Linked DNA regions of Sus scrofa: region 1 is linked to region 2. The links are chromatin contacts, called in public HiChIP or PLAC-seq maps. All regions are on one chromosome and are shown on one strand. The core of a region is the stretch at or near the end of the contact, and the rest is flanking DNA. Distances in the headings are between cores, read along the strand shown. Region 1 holds the start of SART3 (squamous cell carcinoma antigen recognized by T-cells 3). Region 2 holds the start of USP30 (ubiquitin carboxyl-terminal hydrolase 30).

The links. HiChIP or PLAC-seq counts read pairs in DNA pulled down with a chosen protein or histone mark.
Region 1: a contact with region 2 is called in an H3K27ac HiChIP or PLAC-seq map of alveolar macrophages. The contact joins the promoter of SART3 here to the promoter of USP30 in region 2. A contact is called at or near these places in 2 of 5 promoter capture datasets (fetal liver and liver), 1 of 47 Hi-C or Micro-C datasets (embryonic fibroblasts) and 1 of 2 datasets of contacts at active chromatin or transcription factors (alveolar macrophages).

Annotation. Positions count from the first base shown.
Region 1 is chr14:42,221,141-42,226,891 of Sscrofa11.1, forward strand. SART3 (squamous cell carcinoma antigen recognized by T-cells 3) reads left to right here and starts at 2,612. Exons shown (of 19, transcript XM_005670755.3): 1 at 2,612-3,156. The coding sequence starts at 2,842. ISCU (iron-sulfur cluster assembly enzyme ISCU, mitochondrial) reads right to left here and starts at 1,430. Exons shown (of 6, transcript XM_003359136.3): 1 at 1,376-1,430; 2 at 1,303-1,373. The coding sequence starts at 1,415. It overlaps LOC106507249 (a long non-coding RNA gene), which reads left to right. Exons shown (of 2, transcript XR_002338860.1): 2 at 1-143.
Region 2 is chr14:41,816,282-41,822,066 of Sscrofa11.1, forward strand. It overlaps USP30 (ubiquitin carboxyl-terminal hydrolase 30), which reads right to left and starts at 2,656. Exons shown (of 14, transcript XM_001929284.6): 1 at 2,423-2,656. The coding sequence starts at 2,505.

The DNA.
Region 1 (5,751 bases), core at 1,362-3,861, 400 kb after region 2:
TATCAAAGCATAATACTTACCATTCAAAAATTGTAAAAGTAAGTATGGTCCAGAAATAAGTGTTTCCCAGAAGCTTCAAGGAGACTATTACAGGAGGGACAAGACTAGGAATGCGTCCACTTGTGGGCGATAATAAATAAAAACAGTCCTTTCACTGTATTTCAGGGCCCTGAACCCTCTGGTGCACAGTGCGCCCTGGTGGCTGCAAGGCTGAGAGCACCAATTCGTTCTGCGTGGACTGTCAACAACACACCCTCCTGAGCTGGGGAAGACAAGAACATGGGCAAATGCGTTGCAGCCAGAAGAGAAAAACAAAAAACAAACCCAAAACAAAGCAAAAAAGCTCAAACTGGCACATGGAAGGTTTTAAAAACTTTGAGGTCTGTTTACTAGTTAGCCGTAAGTATCCCAATCTTCCAGTCCCCTCCGCCCACTTATCTGTCCACGGATTTTGAGTCCAAGCCCTAGGACCTACAAGACAAAGTCCAGTCTAGACTTTCTGCCCCGTGTTGATCTGCTGCATTCTGTAGTTAACCGGTTCTAGAGTGAAAGAGTTTTACGTTTACGGACCTCACGCCCCTGGAATGTAAAGTCTTCAAACTACGCACCTATCTCTACTCACAGCTCCCCACCACCCCAAACAAAACTAAACAAAAATGAAAGCATTATGACTTGGTTACATGTCCATCCCCATTCGGAGGCTCTGAGCTCCTACAACAATAATAGCAGCAGCACCCTAAGTGGCCTCCCTGTGCCAGGCACCAAGCAGAGGAGGACCCCGCAGGCACGGTCTCGTGTAGGGGGACTGCTAAGAGCCCCCCCATATGATAAGTGGTAAAACAGGTTCAGCTCAGAGCAGTAACTTGCCCAAGGTCACCTGGCTAGAGCAGTGGCCTTAGGTGAGGCCGGAGCCCGCGCCATTCTGTGTGTGTCTGTCCCTGGAGTTCGGCTGTCAGGTCACAGCAGAACCCTGCTTGCTGGGCGGTTGGGAATTTTAAAGGCTTGGGTGCAAGAGATTAAAGACAGCGGCCGGGCCCACGGGCAGTCGCCGCTGGACGAGCCGAAACTGTCATTCTTATTTCAGGCGCCGTTAGTGCACTTGCGCATCGAGAGAAAGTTGGTCGAGGCGGACTCGTGCGAGGGGCGCCCCGTTTCCTGGGCCGCAGTGGCGTTCCCCGGGCCGCGCAAAGCCGGCCGGCCAGTCGTCCCTAGGCCAGGCCTTTGGTAGTACGCCTAAGTCCTCTCGGCGGTCCTAGTTCCCCGGCTGGTGCAGGCCCCGCGCACGCCCTCGCCCGCCCCTACCTTCTTGTGATAGAGCCGAGCCGGAGCTGACAGCTCCCGAGCAGGCAGGCGCGGGACCGGGAGCAGCAGGACGAAGCCGCCCGCCTTAGACGGCCGGCGCCAGCCGCCGCCATCTTGCGGACTTGCGCCTGCGCAGGCCGAACGCGAGACCGAGGGGAGGGGCTCGTGCACGAGTTGGCACCCGGCTTGGAGCGCGCCCCTCTAAAGTCCCGGCGACTTTGCGCCTGCGCCCTCCCGCTCGGTGCTTGAGTCCGCGCCTTGGCCCCGCCTTGACCACGCCCCTCCGAGTCCGGCGAGGCGTGGAGCCCAAAGGTCTGAATTCGCAGGACGGTTTTTCCTCCGTGCTGGGTTATGGGTCTGAGGGGCTTCAGGCTGGAGTTCCGGACGCAAATTTATGTTCACAAAGTCCACTGCCGGAATGCGGCACAGAGGATCAACCATTCCACCTTTCTTAGCCCTGTTTTGCTGCTTAGAATGTTGAGGGTCAGAGAGGTTTAGGAACTTGTCTGAGGTTGCCCTGAGAGTTAGACTCAGTTGGGATGCAAACTTGGACAATCCTCAACTAGAATCCCAGCTCTGCTCCTTACTGGCTGTGTGATCCTAGACGAATGACATCGTCCTTCTAAACCTTGATCTCTTGTGTACTAATTCAAGGACAACTATTTCACCCGTTGAGCAAGTATGTTTTGAATGTCCACTTTGTGTCGGGGTGTTTTGGGGATCCCAAACAAAAACAGACATAATTTCTGACATAATTAAGCTTGCTAACGAGAGAGAAAGGCAATAGACACAGCAAGACTTTCCTACCTCAAAAAATAGGAAGCTTAATTAAACGAATACTTTGTCCAAACTTAATAAAAATTTACGTTTATGTCTATTCCTTTATTAAAAAGCAAACACAATTTATATGACAAGGCCTGGCAATGAAGAGATTCTAAATAGATGCTTAATAATATGATTTATTAATGTTGGGTTACAGAACAGGAGCTTATAAAATGAAAACTCACGTGTGTGTCTAACTACTAGGCACCAGGCATTACATAAAGGGGAAATGAGTTTTTCTCATGAGTCGTGCAATTGATCCTTCCCTGAGGACTTGGACTTTTCTCTGCATGTGAGGCTCGGTTGCTGGGGAGACTGAACTACGCGCCAAGTCAGACCAGGCAGTAAGAGCCGTTTATGCCAAGAATCATTTTGACCTTCTCAAGATGGCGCCAAACACTGAACGTCGATCATCACGCTCTGTCCATGACTTCCTCTATGGCGTCCACTTCCTGTCTAAGGACCTAATTTCTGTCCCGAGTTGTGGCGGAACACATGCCCTGTTAGCGAGTTTTTTACCCTTAAGGAGAATTACTAAAAGCATATAAAGTGACATAGATTTGTTGTATTTCTAGATTTTTCCCTCATCTGAGGCTCACAGTTTCTCTTTAGGTGGCAAGAGAGGGGGATTTTGATCAGGCGCGCTCCGCGGGCAGCTCCTATTTCAGAGGGTCTTTGGCGGCTGAGTGAGGACCCAGGAGGCACTGGAAGCGCAAGATGGCGACGGCGGCCGCAGCATCGGCTTCGGAAGCGGAGGCAGAGCCAAAGGCCGGGCCCAAGGCCGAGGGAGAAGAAGATGAGGCTAAGGCGGCCAGGACGAGGAGGAAGGTGTTATCGCGGGCTGTGGCTGCTGCGACGTACAAGACCATCGGGCCAGAGTGGGACCAGCAGGAGGAAGGCGTGAGTGAGAGCGATGGAGATGAGGAGTACGCCATGGCTTCCTCAGCCGAGAGCTCCCCCGGGGAGTACGAGTGGGAGTACGACGAAGAGGAGGAGAAGAACCAGCTGGAGATCGAGCGACTGGAGGAGCAGGTGGGCCGCGGGGTGGGCGGCGGGCTTCTTTCCTTGGGTCCCTAGGCCCCGGCCCGCCTCCCCGGTCTTCGGCGGGAATAAAGCCGCCAAGGCCGCCAAACCAGACCTTCAAGCGCTTACCGCTCGATCGGAGCTTTGCAACCGTTATCCCGTTGAACCCTCACACGACCCGGTGAAGGAAGTAGCGTATTTCCCGTTTTACGGGAGGAAACTGAGGCTCCTGGTGGAGGGAATTCTCTTGCTCAAGAATACACTTCCTGCAGGTGGCGGGTCAGGCCTTGAACTTCGAATCGACTCCAGAACTCCCACTCTTAGCCACACTGTTAAACTGTGTCCAGCAGTAGAAATAAATTTGTCTTCTTAAGAGAGAATTATTTGTCTGTAGGAATGACAATGATAGGCTGTGGCGTGGTAGGGAAAATAGCGACTGTGACGGTGGTAATAGAAATGGAGAGGTAGAGATTTTAGCGTCTGGAGGCCAAGACCCAGATCTGGCTCTTACACACCTGCATATGTTTGGACCAGTTTCTTAATTTCCCTGAGCCTCCGCTTCCTCTTCTGTAAATTGGGAGAAAGGATTCGCACACATTGAATTGTCATAACGGTAATTAGTGCCTAGGGCTTGGTGTTAGCAGTTACCTTATGAGATGCAGGTGGCAGTATCTTCTGTGTAATCCAGGATCGCAGCCGGAGGATCCCAGGTGGCACGTTCAAATTAGGATGGTGTGAGAAAGGTCAATAAAGGGACTACTGTGTCTAGGTCAGGAGTGATGGTTCAGTATCTCAGGGCTAGTAACAGCAGGACCTTTAGTGTTCTCCTTTAGGCTGGAAGAGGTGAGGGGAGTGGCCAGTTTTCCAGGATGGTTGTGTAGAGAGGGCACCTGAGAGGTCAGAGGGTGCAGCCCCAGTTTCCCATCAGGGATTAAGGTGAAGGAGGAAATACCCTGAATGCCTCTCTTCCTCTCTCCAGACAACCTGCTGGTGCTTTATGCTGAGAACAAGAGAGCCAGAAAACTTATCCGTGTGCTCCGTACAGTGGGGCCCAGGACAGGGAGAGAGAAGATGGAGTGGATTTGGAGGGTCAAACAGAGGGAGATGGAGCACATTTTCTTTCTACAGATGAGGAAACCGAGGTGCAGGAGGAATGATGAAATGATTTGCCCAGCACCACTCAGGAGGGGATTTGAACTTTTCAAGGTTGTCTGTGGACCAGGTGCCACCTGGATATGGAATTGCTTAGCGATGTGAAATTGTTAGCCGGGGTTTCTCACCTAATCTCTCTGGGTGTGAGATTTCTTAAAATGTCCTCTCTGGGATGATGTTTTTGTTAAGCTGTGCAACAGTGACATCATCCTGAGGCATACCTGGCCGGCTTGTCATCCCGTTTGAATGTTAGAGGAGCCAGTTGAAGGGAGGCAGGTGGTTACCAGTTCTGCTTTTTATCAATCAGCACAATGAAGTTCATTCAGTCTTTTATTTTTTAGCAAATGTCTTGTAATATGAGGTGCCAGGCTGACTGTGACCCTGTCCTGATAGAAATTTGTTCTTGGGCCTTGGGCCTTTCAAGGAGCTATTAGCTCACTCAGTAGGGGAAATAGGATTACCTGTTTCAGTGGAAGGACAGGGGTGGATGCAGAGAGATGAAATTCTCGATGAGAGTTCCCAGCTTACTAGAGAGGAGACTGGGTCAGGGCAGAGGTCTCCTGACTTTGGGCGTCATGCAGTTGCCAGCCCTGTCTCAGGCTCCTGCAGGTGGGCTGGAGCTCAGAAAGTAACCATAGATTCTGGCAAGTGGTAGTGGAATGAACAGCCTCTGGCTTTATTCTCTTTGTCCTGGGGTCTAGACATTGACTTTTTCAATTTTTCCAAAAGTTCCTCCCACCTTCTCCTACCCCACAGCGTCTCGTTCCTGTTGTATCCACTCTCATGGTGGAGCATGATGATGAGTAACTCCCAGAGAGGCCTGGGAACTACACGGCCTCATATCTGTGAATTCCAGTTCTCACCTGAGTGTGTCTTATGAAAGCTTGCAGTTAGCTATGGTATCTATCCATGTAACAAAGGCAAGGATTCCCCGCTCTTTCTTTGTGGCCTGAAACTAAAAGTGGCACCTTGTAGTGCCTTACAGGTTATGTCAACACTCTGAGCCTGGTGTCCCAGTGGCTAAAGGAGGGTTGTAGTAGGCCTTTCCCTCACGGGGCTGTTGTTGAACTTAAGCTATAGGCACAGTTTGACATGTAGGAGATGCAATGCCAAGACCTGCTCTCTTCTCTTCCTCCCTTTCCTGTGATTGTACCCATGTGTCCTTTCCACTGGGCTTCTCTGTCATCACTCTGCCCCCAGACCAGGTCCAGGTCCAGGTCGTGCTGTTAGGGAGTTAGGAAGTCACTTCCCAGATCACCTGCACATTGGCTCTATGGAAGTTCCAGGGCCAAGGATTGAATCTGAGCTGCAAGTACACCTGCGCCACAGCTGTGGCAACACTGGCTCCTTAACCCACTGTGCCACAGCAGGAACTCCAGCCCCTTCCTTTTTTAAAGCATCCTTTGTTGTTAATGATGTTCTGAGGTCAGACTGAACCTGCATTTGTGCTCA
Region 2 (5,785 bases), core at 1,406-3,905:
TGGCACATGATAAGGTACCAAGTATGTTCTTGATCATATTTATTGAATGATTGGGACCTGGAAAACATAGAAATGCATTTACCTTTTAGATTATCAAATGGAAGGGCGGGGAGGCATATAATAGTATAAAAGATCCTCTAAATACTTATGAAATTACAGATTTCTTCAATTAAGGCTTGGCAAACAATGAAGTTATACTTCTACTACAAATAAACTTTACCAGCAATTTAAAACATTGTCTTCATACAAGCTATGTATTTCCACTAAATAAAGCAAACAACATAAATATGTACATATGTATAAATGTGCAACACACACTTGTATATATGTGTTAGATACGTGTTTGTGTGTGTGTGCGTGTGATATATTCTTATCCCAACATGCGGATCATGTGAACATTGTTTTGATTTCAATTCAGTCACAATAACTCAGGGAAGAGTCTGGTGATATCAGTAACTGACTGATGTCAACCAACATTTTCCCAATGTCATGGCTGATGTGATACATAACTGATGACTGAATTCCAAATAAATCTTCATTCTCCCACGGCAGTGTAAGGAGAATGTGTACAGAAAGTGGAAATGCATAATCTGGTTCAAGTCTGGTTCTGCTCTCTTTCCTGTTTCACCTTACCCCATTGAAATGCTCTTACCCCGTTTCACCTTTGGAGCCTCAGCTTCCTCATCTGTCCAATGGAATATGGAGGTTCCCAGGCTAGGGATCAAATGTGAGTCACAGCTGTGGCAACGCCAGATCCTTCACCTGCTGTGCCACAGCAGGAACTCCAAGACTCAGCTTATAGAGTGGTTGTGAAGACTGATTAAGTGTTAAGGCATAGGGTGCACAGTAAGAGCTTTAATAAATGTTAGCTGTTGCAACTAAGTACTGTAATCTCAGCTTCACTCATGAAAGTTATTCTCGAAATTTCTTAATGCATCCCTTGTGCTGATTTTTACACAATAGGTATATTCACAAAAGTGCCTGGAAAGGTTAAAAACCTTCATTGAAATTCTAAAGCCCTTTACAAGTGCTTTGAAATCCTCTAATTGAACATTAATACCTAAAGGTGCGTGCACTATGCCAGGCACTGTGATAACTGTATCTCACCCTCAAAACAATCCCATGGAGGTAGGTTCTATTATCATCTCCATTTTTATAGTTGAGGAAACTAAGAGATGCAGCCAACTTGGTCAAAGTAAGGAAGACCACGTGGATCTGAACTCCTGCTTGGCTGCCAAGTCTGTGCCTCAACCCACGAAGCTCATGGGGAAACTGAAGGTCAGAATGTCAAGGGGATGGAAGAGAGGTCTTGCCCAGGTCCTAAGAAGGACATGCATAAAAAAACCAGGGGCCAGTGGTGACACTGGAAATCCCACAACACAAGGAGAGTAGTAGGGCTTGGGAGTAAAAAGCTCTGCTGTCAGGTCAGCTGTAGGATCACAGGCAAGGCCGTTTCCTGGCCTATTTCCCATCAGAGGAATAGGGGCCTTGGACATGATCACCATAGAGGATTTTCCTGCTCTGGGATAATAAGCTCTTCAGACCTGCTTTGGATCCAGAGGGAGGGTCCCAGTCACTTAGGGTCAGTGGGGGTGGGGCAGGGGTTAGGGAGCTGCAGTGCTCAGTTCTAAAGCCTGGAGCAGGAGAAGGGAAATAAGGACCCTGACAGTACTGGGGGCCCATGCTACTGGGAGGTCCTAGCAGGAATGCGGGGGGGTTCTTAACAGGACTGTGAGCCTGACTGGTTTAGAGACCCTTGCAAGATAAGGAGTCACAGATAAGATTAGGGACCCACACAGACTAAGGGATCCCTGGCAAAATTGGGTGTGTGTGTGTGTGTGACAGAAATAGGCATACTGACAAAATGGGGGCGGGGGGCCGCTAGTAAGCCCGGGGCACTTTACAGGGTTGTGAGAACCATGGCAGGATTGAGGAGCCTGGCAAGACTGGGGAACCCGAGCAAGCCAGGAACTGACATGATTGGGGAGCTCAGAAGGACTGGGGGTATACTGAAGGATGAAGGCTTCCTGGAAGGCCTGTGAGGCGCTGAGAGCTCTGAGGGCCATTGACAGAATTCGGGGCCTTGACAAGCCGAAGGATCCCTGGAAGTTCTGGGGACAGTGACAGGATTGGAGGAGGCACTGGCAGCCTAAGGAGGTGGGTAGAGGGGGCACTGATAAAACTGAGAGCGCCAGCGGAATCGAGGAGTACGGACAAAATCAGCGTTGCCGAATCTGCAGGCCCTGGAGGCTCGTCGCCTCTTCCGCCTCAAGGCCTAGGCCTCCAACCCTTCCGGACGCAGAAACCTCCAAATTCTCACTCGGCCCTGGGGACCCTGACTGAGGCGTGATAAGACCGTCACACGCCAGCTTGGGCACCTTGGTCTCGGCCTCCCCGGCCGCCCCGCCCCCCCAAAGCTCACCTGACCGCCGCCCCGGTCCGCAGGAAGCGCTGGATGGCCCTGTCCGCCGCGGTCATCGCCGCCTCGGCCCGGGAGCTCAGCATCGCGGCTGCGCGGGAGGCCTGCCGCCGCCCCCGCCCATATCACCGCGGCTGGACCCAGGGCTTCGAGGGCTCCGGAGGCGGCGGAACCCACGGCCAAAGTCCCAGCTCCTTCGGGGAGGGTAGACCGCAGGACGGGCTCCCGGAAGAACCGGAAGTAGTTCTTTCCGGAGGACTAGAGTAAAGGGACCACAACCTTGTTCTTCCTTTTCCCCCTTAGCAACGGGCGTCCGCGTCGGTTACTGAGGAAGGCCCTGTGGTCCCGGGCTGCTTGGTTTTCAAATTTTGCCCGGGCTCCGTTCATAATAGAGATGTCCTATTTCCGAATGGACCCTGGGTCATTTTTCTTTTTCGATGTGAAAGCGGCATCACGGCTTGGCCACCGTTAGTTATTATTATAAGCCAAATGGATCAGAATATAATCAGTGTGAGACTCAAGAATCTGCATTTTAACAAGCTTCAGCTATTTGTGTAGCATCCTAAATGGGGGGGTGTGTTATATCCAAACATAACTTTTACTATTTCATTTCGTTTTTTACCTATATCACATAAATATTTTTAATGTTTTTAGATTGTTTTCATATTTGGAAAAAACAATATTTTTCTAATATCCATGACAGTAAGTATCTGTATTTGATCATTCAAATAGGACAAATGTTTATCTCATGTATCACCCAAAGTCATCTTTACATTCAGAAGTAAGCACTTTATCCTTGGTAAAACACGGAGATAGAGAAATAGAGATCATTTGGAAGTGATAAGAGTAGTTGCAGAGTTGATATGTGTTGATGAGGATTTGGAGCAACTGGAACACTCATACATCACTGATGGGAATGTAAAATAATACATACACTTGGAAAGCTGGCCATTTCCTATAGAGATAAACATAATGTACCACAATGACCCAGCCATTTCATTCTTCAGTATTTATTTATCCAAGAGAAATGAAAATGTAAATCTACACAAAGATTTGAATGTTCACAGCTACTTTATTCATAATAGCTCCAAATTTGGAAAATCCAAAAATGTTCATGAATCAATGATAGATAAAATGTGTTGTATCCATACAATAGAATATTACTGTTATAAATAAGAAGCACTACTAGAAAAACACAAAAACATTTATGAATCTCAAAGCCATGCTGAATGAAAGAAGCCAGACACAAAAAATATGTACTTTATGCTCCTGTTTATATCAATTCTAAAAAATACGAATTAATCTAGAGTAATAAAAGCAGATGAGTGGTTGTCTGGAGCCAGAGACAAACTTTTGGGGTAATGGAAACATTCTATATCTTGATTGCAGAGTTGTTACACAAGTGCATACTTCATTAAAAACTATTATATTGTATATGTTAAATGACTTTCCCTGCCCAACCATATAAACCCCCTTCCACATTCGTATTTCTACCTCCTTTCTTTGCTTTATTTTCCCCCACAGCACTTAGCATCATCTGACATGCCATATATGGTATAATTTTTTTTTGGCCTTGCCCACAGCATGTGGAAGTTCCTGGGCCAGGGATGGAACCTACCCTGCTGTAGTGACAATGCCAGATCCTTAACCTACTAGGCCACCAGGGAACTCCACGGTATAATTTTTTATTGCCAGTTTTCCTCAACAAAAATATAAGCTCAATGAAGGCAGAAATTTTGTCCATTTTATCTCTTCTCTCTCCTCAGTCTTTAGCAGGGTGCTTGTCCATAGTAGGATTTTAGCAACGGTTTACTGAGTGAAAGTAAATGAATTAATACATATTCCAGACATGAGTCTATGAATGAGATAAATATAGCTTACTATATATTTTTTCTTTTTCTGGCCACACCCGCAGCATATGGAAGTTCCCAGGCTAGCGGTACAATCAGAGCTACAGCTGCCAGCCTATATCACAACCACAGCAACACTGGATCTGAGCTACATCTGTGACCTACACTACAGCTTGTGGCATTGCCGGATTCTTAACCCCCCGAGCAAGGCCAGGGATTGAACCTGCATCCTCAGAGAGATTACATCGTGTTCTTAACACACTGAGCCACAATGGGAACTCCCTGATGTAGCCACAGTCTTTACGAAGCTTATATTCCAGTCAGGAAAGATAGACATTAAAAAGTTACTTGCAGAAATGACTAATCAAACATCATTATAAGTGCAGTGAAGAAGTACAGGAATATGGGAGTTCCTGTCGTGGCTCAGTGATTAACAAACCCGACTAGTATCCATGAGGACTCGGGTTTGATCCCTGGCCTCACTCAGTGGTTTAAGGATCTGGCGTTGCCGTGAGCTGTGGTATAGGTTGCAGACTCGGCTCAGATCCTGCATTGCTGTGGCTGTAGCGTAGGCTGGTGGCTACAGCTCCAATTGGACCCCTAGCCTGGGGACCTCCATAAGTCACCAGTGCAGCCCTAAAAGATAAAAAGACAAAACAAAGTACAGGAATATAAAAAGAATGTGTGAGGTGCAACATCAGCAACAAAAACAGATAGAACCTCTGAAAACTAGCTCCTCCATAAAAGCAATGAAAGATCAGAAAATGATCAGAATCAACTTTTTCAGAACTCTGGAAAGTAACCAAAAGGCTAGCAGCAACCTGATGAGCATTTATTCAAGAAAATGGCTGAATCTCAGTAAGAACAGTAAATTTTGTGACATTTTTAACTTGCTACAGTTCCAGTCTTTCTTCTCCAACTGGCAGTAATATTAAAAATAGTAGCCCACATTACCAGTGCAGGCTGGTACCCATTGGAAGGAGCAGAACAGAGCTGGGACTCTTTCAAAGCCTCCCCTGAAAATTGTCATTATTAGACCTGTCTGGTGATTTCCAGGAAGACGTCACTTGAAAGACTTGTCTTTGTTTGACCTACTTCAATGGTTAGAGTCTGCCCAGGGCTAAAAGTTTCTCCCTAGCAACGTTTGTCAGAAATATTTATGGGCAAGTGCTTTAATGCCACAGCTACCAAGGAATGAATAACAGTTATGGCAAACAGTAGACTAACAAAAAACTTAAAAGGAGAAGCCAAGGAATGAGACATTTATAGGGGCTTTGAAAACTCCCAATATATTTCTAGGCATCAAGAAGGGCAGAGCTGTGCACATTCTCAGCAGAGACCTGAGAAGGTGCTAAATTCTCATCTCTGGCTGTCCTTAATGTTCTGCACAAGCAGAAAGTGAAGGCTAAGGCAGAGTTTTCAACTACTTGGCTGTGTTGACGGTGTGTCCCAACACACACACACACAGGACCCCTTGGAAAAGACTGAGAGATTTCAATACACACACACACACACA